Linked DNA regions of Acanthopagrus latus: region 1 is linked to region 2. The links are chromatin contacts, called in public Hi-C maps. All regions are on one chromosome and are shown on one strand. The core of a region is the stretch at or near the end of the contact, and the rest is flanking DNA. Distances in the headings are between cores, read along the strand shown. Region 1 holds the start of LOC119025111 (cytochrome c oxidase subunit 8B, mitochondrial). Region 2 holds the start of ppp6r3 (serine/threonine-protein phosphatase 6 regulatory subunit 3).

Region 1 (3,334 bases), core at 741-3,240, 130 kb after region 2:
TCCCTCTTTTGTCACATACTGTTGAGCCAGGTTGAGACACAGGAAACACACCAAAAACAGTTGGATTCTGTAGTCTGAAGAATTAAATAAAAAAAAAAACACCACTCAGCTTTTCTATCCTGCCTCTCTATTTTCAGGACTCCAAATTTGGTACTGTCATCTCCAATGACTTATTACAGTTATTACAGTAGAGTCCATATACTGATTACGTTAGAACAGTCTATTGACTATGCCAGTCTATAACTATTAAAGCTACAATAAGACAAGGGACTGGTTTGTGTTTTATGTCAAAATTAGCTTGACTTGTCTCTCTGTCTTTACTCTTGGTGTAGAAAAAAGTTATGGTAATTTTGGTTGTAGTTATTAAATGAAGTATTAAACAGAGTTACAAATTGACAATTAAGTACCTTTTATGAGACTTGTTATTATTGAATGAGCTATACTTATAATTAGCTATCATATCACAGGAAGTAACCTCCTATAGTGTAGGCCAGCAAACTGTTTGGTTTTGATTGTTTCTGCCAGCCTTGGCTAGGAGGTCCAAAATTGCCATGGTAGTTGTGTTAATATCAGTAACTGAACTACCAAACTGTAGCTACAGTCAACAGCAGAGATGTCCGGATACCATTTTTTCCCTTTCCTATTAAGATACCTGAACTCATACTCAATACCAAATACTAATCAGATACCAGTGCAACGGAATGTCGTTATCACAATGTGGCACACAATAATGTGTGTATATGTTTATAGATGTTAAGAAGTTAAACACGTCACTTGCAAATAATGGATATTGGCTCCACAAAAAATGTTGTCTAAAAACCTGTCTTTTAGCTGATAATGATTCCAATGGTGGCATATTGTAAAGACTTGACAGAAAAAAATCTGCTTCAACTGGTGGCCAGTTCTTACATATTGCACCTTTAAAGCTGGATAAAGTGGATAGATGCCCTCTCTAAGTGGGGCAATAAGCCACACATATAAAAGGTAACCAACCATTTATTGATACTGACTGGATAATATTGTGATTAATCTGTCCCTGTGAATGATATGTGTCACAATGAGCAAAATTATGTTAACATTACCATAACTTGTAATCTTTCATTTTAAAATCGTTTCAAGCCAGCCATGTCGGACAGTTCTTATCAAGGTCAGTCGCTTGACATCTGCTCTACAGGCAGCGTGTGTAGACACAGTGACGACACGGTATTAAACACTGTTAACTCTTTAATACGAAACTTCTACAAATACAACAAATTAACAACACAGCATCATAAATATATTGGACTACCATGACAACATTTCGAGATAAAGCCTACAGTTTCTTGTTTATGTCAGAGCTGGCTGGATGTGTACGTGTTGGCATTGAGCGGAATCATGGCGAAAGACTGACGCACTTGACGAAAGTGTTAAAAAAAACAAAACAAAAACAAAACATTCGTATGATAAGTTATGATGTGACACAGAAAATCAGCGTATTCAACAGTCCTAATAGATGGATAATGTTTTAAGGCAGGACGACACAGGCAAGAAAATGTAAGGTTTGACGCAGGCAGAATAAGGCAGACCTGCTCAGGACTATGATCTGTCATATGGTGACACATCGAGACGCGGAACAATTAACACTTGATAAGCTGGCGATCGGTTCATGGCCTGCAGCGGGGAATATGTCTTTCCCCTGAGGACTAAAAGCACCCGCTACGGTCACGTTGGTTCAGTAAACAGAACATGAACTCACCCCTGCACTGATATTGTTTTTGGCAGGTTTGGACGCCACATTAGCCACAGAGACCAGCGGAGTCCTCAGCGCGCTCCTAAACAACCGGGACACGGTGGGTAGAGACATAGCGACGGTGCAGTGGTGCTGAAGTCGGAAGGACTGGAGGACAGGCCGACACAAGAAAGCAGCTTAATGATACTGCTGATACTGATACAGCTCACTGTACCTGCACTTCTTCTCTACTTGCCAGGCGCAACGCGCGCGCGTGTAATGGGGGGGGCGAGCTGCCCTCTGGGAAATTTAATTGGCCGTCTCACCTCCGGTATCTGACACCATGACCGTTGAGCGGGGGACATGTCCTCGTGTGAACCCTGCAGTACTGCTGCTGGCCGCTGAACACGTCACTCTGTAGTGCGGCTGTTCAGAGCGCAGTCGTCTGCCTCACTGTACTCCACATACAAGGAGATGCTGCGCTTGTGTTTTGTTTTTGTCAAACATGTCATAAATAGAAAGAAAATAAAAAATAAATAAAATCACGTAAAGCTACATCTTAAATTCTATTCTGCCACATTTACACACCAAGTTGTGTGTACTATATTATGATTACACATACGAGTCTATTCTATTTCTTACCTTTTTATTATATTGTTTATTTTTATTATTTGTTGTAATATTACTGTACATTCCAGCTCTTATACTAAGAACCTCCCCTGGCACACTTCATTATTCATCCAGGATGTATAGTTTATTTATACAAAAAAAGTAAGAAACAAATGCAAGCATTAAAATTCTCCACAATCCAAATTAAGATTCAAGCTTGCTGAAATAAGACACTGAATTTAGCTTACCTTGATTCTCTTAAGTTTCTGATCTTCTGTCACTTTAGTCTAGCTTCTACTATCATACACCGGTGATCACACAATATGTGACATTGCAACTTCATAAATTATCCACTGTTCACACGGGAACGGCCTTTCAAAGGTCTTTTACTGAACCACTTGCAGCATTTCACATGTGCAACTCACTGCCTACCTGCGTTCAGCCTTCTGCTGCCACTGCAGGCAAAACATGAACCTTGGCCACTTAAACGGTCTCAATTCGCCCTCTGCTGGACTTTTATAGGTACTACAATATAACATCTAAGACTAATGATGCTCTCTGCAGTGGGGATGTGCATCTTCAACACTGAGGCGATGCGATACGCATCTTGATACACTGCCAAATACGATAGATTAAAGATTCGTATGAAACAACACTGATACGAAATTATACGATTCTCCCACCTACTGTGATACAGTGCGATACAGTACAATTTGGTTTAACACTATGCGATACCATGCGATACAGAAGAATATTGTACAATGGAATACAAAGTGGTGCAGATAGTTCATATTCATTCTTTATTTCTACAATGTGCTTCACACTTTTAACAGGGACAATGGGAAACTAAACTCTAAGCAGTGGTGCCTCTTGTCAGTTATAAGCTGCTAAATGAATGCAAAAGTTGTACAGATTGACACACATGTTGTCACTGCCCACGACTTGTTTGAAATGGGTCCATATCTCTGACTTTCCTCCAAACTAGCTCAAAGTTAAAGCTAGGGTCTGTAATGTTGT
Region 2 (3,388 bases), core at 162-2,661:
ATGATGTCATGCACTCTAGCTCACGCAATACACATTATTATACATTATAAAATGAGAAGACGAGCTGAATCCTCAAATCTAAAACTGTGATGATTTGAAAAGAGTGAAAGATTTTTAAATACTGAATACGTGCCAGATAGTTCAAGGTATTCTGACTCTGTTAAAGGTGGAATGGTGTCTGTAGCTCAACCTATAAGGTACAAGAAGAGGTTGAAAGCCAATGAGTTTTGAAGAGGATTTGAAGATTTTCCCATTTACTTTCCATTCACACTAATTAGACTGCGATCAGAGCACCACCTATTGGCCGATTTGCACCAAATTTTGTACAAACGCTCATCAGGCCATGAAATACAACTGGCAAAAGTGTTGTGGCAATCGCAATGTATTTGGGTAAAATACAAAAGACTGTTTTGAACACAACGTGCAGGAATTTGTTGTTTTATATTTTGGGCATCTTTTGGTCTATCAAAATTCTTTTGACAAGTTTTTTGCAGGAGGGTCCACAGATACTTCATGCAAAGTTTGGTGCAAATTGCTCAAATTGCCAATGCGAATGCGAATGTAAAGTTACTGCAAAAGTGGGCGTGGCCTACATCACACAATTCCACTGAATTGAAGGAACATGTAGATATAAGGTTTAACAATGTGCCATGTATTATGTGGGAGTAATGGGCCAAAAACTCTTTCGCATTGAAAATAGCGCCACCTGGTGGTCATTTTTGGCTTGTGAGTTACAAGGGCCATTCTATACCACCCCTTTGAATTTCATTTGTTATGGTGTGGGCACAGGGCCAAATATAAATTTAAACTGGCACCAGAGCCCCACCTAGTGGCGGATTGGTAAGTCCTTTGTCAGATATCTTCAAGATGGCAGTGGCAATGTTTATACCAAGTTTTGAAAATGAAATGAACTGCGGTAAATAATAAACCACAATGCCATGGAAATCATCTTAAAAAAAAATCAGCATTTTACAATTTTACATCAGTAACCTTTTTCAGTTATATTTCTAAATAACAATTTTCTGTAATAAGAGGCAATTTAGTATCGTCTTGAGTGTTGGTTTGGTTTCAGCTTTCCACACTGAAGTGAGAGTGATTTCGAAATACAGCACTTCTGCTGTCATTATCAGCTCCCTTCTGTAAACGGGGCGTTTCTCGACGAGCAAAGGGTGTGTTCAGACTTGGAGAGTATGTTCGATTTATAGGGCAAAGAAAACAGTCGAGCGGGGTTATTGTTTAAATCAACGAATTTTCATTCAAATATTGTTTTTTAGGAATCGAAATACAATTCAATACATGTAATAATATTATTCCATTACCACATTACTATTACTAAATATACACCGTTAATATAACAGTATAAACCCCGTTGTCCGGGCCACAGAATATTTGACTTCAATCAAATGACGTTGTGCAGTGGCATGCACCGTAGCCAATAAAACCTCGAGGAGTGGTTTGAGCGATGGCATAACAACCAATAGTTTTACTGTGACAGTTCGAGTGACAAACGCTGTAGCTGTAGTGGGGGAAGGGGTCGCTGAAGTTGACGAAGCCGCCATCTTGAAAAGTGCCCTCTGATGATCTCCCTTTTCGCGCCTGTCAGAATCAGTTTTAAACGCTTTATTTTCCTCACTGGAATTTGTTAGCACCTATCTGTTCGTTGTATTAAGGCCTTGGACTAATGGCAAGATAAGCTACATGCTGGAGACTCGCCGTTTACCGTTGTCTATCGGTAGGTACACTTGTCAGCCCATGCACTTGGTGCTGCAGAGACGATTAGCCAGCAGTCTTCAGATAGCAGGCTAACGTTAGCTGCCTAGCAAGAAGCTTACTTGGCCATCTTAACACTATACTGTCAGACGCTCTTGGTGTACCTCTAGCTAGCTAGGACAGTGGCAATATTAACATGTCATATCAGTGAAATTAGGGACCGTGAGGCCATAGTGAAATATAGGTGGCCAACTTCTCAGCCCACTAATATCCGCTTATGTATGCAGGTCCCCCAATGCTAGCTTAGTTGGTTTAAGACTGATTTTAGGTGGCCAGTTTAGCTAACAATAGCCAACGATAGCTAGTGACGTTAGCCAGGTTCACTGAGCCGGTGTGTTTCTGTTGCAATAGTGGTAGACTGTTTTGGGCCCTGGTGTGTAAATGGTCCGACGTTGCTTCAAACGTTTAAATGAACATTAGTCACTGTTACCCTACACGGATCAGGTGATGGCGTGGATTTTCAGGTCTTGGTTGTATGTCTGTTCAACCCATTTTTAGCCTAAACTAACGCTAATACCTTTCCTGACGTTGTCCGATTTAACCAGCTGTAGAACGTTATTACGTCGCTATCATGTTTTCAGAAACGTTGACTGTGGTTGCGATTCGCGGATAGTTATATAAAATATTGTCACTAGTTAATGATCATGTATGACTGCAATCTGAGATAAAGATGTGTCTTCTACGGGGCTGGTTCGAAATTAGCACCTACAAGGAGCTGTAGAATTGTGTGTGCTTAAGCCAAAGCTGCTCTGTTAAGTTACCTTAAAGAAAACGATGTTTGAATGTGTAGAATACGAAGGTTTGGTACGTAGTGAACAATCAAATTCATTTAACTTGACAGTTGCCAGTCAGTATCTAGACCATATATGTGCGGGTCTCGTGGCAGTGGCTCTGTGTACTGGGACACTCAGTCAGGCACTAAGTATATGTGTGTGTGATATAGATATATAGATATATATTTGTGTGTTTGTGTGTGTATATGTCTATATGTCTCTCTATCTATCTATCTATCTATCTATCTATCTATCTATATATATCTATATCTATATCTATATCTATATATATATATATATATATATATATATATATATATATATATATCTATATATCTATATATATATATATATATATATATATACACACACACACACACACACACATATACACACATACACACACACAGGCCTGTCACGAAAACAAATTTTGCTGGACACTAAATTGTCCCAGAAATTATTGCAATAAACGATAATATTGTCGTTTTAAGACCATTTTTCAACTAATATAATGATTATGGCATAATAATGTAAGTACACCCTTTCAATAATCTGTAAACTTTTATTTCTAAAGAATATTTAACATTGTAATTGGAATGTGAAGAAGACATTTTAAATATCCTAAATAAATAAAACAACCAAACAATAAATAAAAATGACTCTCAGTCTCAAAAAAAAAAATTGCACTTGAATTACACACAACCAAAAACAATAACCCTAACCCTAGTATACTATACTGTCTTTCACGACACTCATGTTCTCCCAGGCAATTTGTACTGGCTGTCAAATGTTTGCAGCATTTGTTGAAATGCCATTTTTTTCGACGGTATTAAAGGGCTGCATCT

What was found. Hi-C and Micro-C count contacts between places; a contact is called where the count stands out from the background.
Region 1: a contact with region 2 is called in a Hi-C map of muscle, with 5 times the contacts expected there. The contact joins the promoter of LOC119025111 here to the promoter of ppp6r3 in region 2. A contact is called at or near these places in 2 of 4 Hi-C or Micro-C datasets (liver and muscle).

Annotation. Positions count from the first base shown.
Region 1 is chr8:30,954,084-30,957,417 of fAcaLat1.1, forward strand. LOC119025111 (cytochrome c oxidase subunit 8B, mitochondrial) reads right to left here and starts at 1,991. Exons shown (of 2, transcript XM_037108469.1): 1 at 1,736-1,991. The coding sequence starts at 1,843.
Region 2 is chr8:30,825,324-30,828,711 of fAcaLat1.1, forward strand. It overlaps ppp6r3 (serine/threonine-protein phosphatase 6 regulatory subunit 3), which reads left to right and starts at 1,412. Exons shown (of 25, transcript XM_037108329.1): 1 at 1,412-1,732.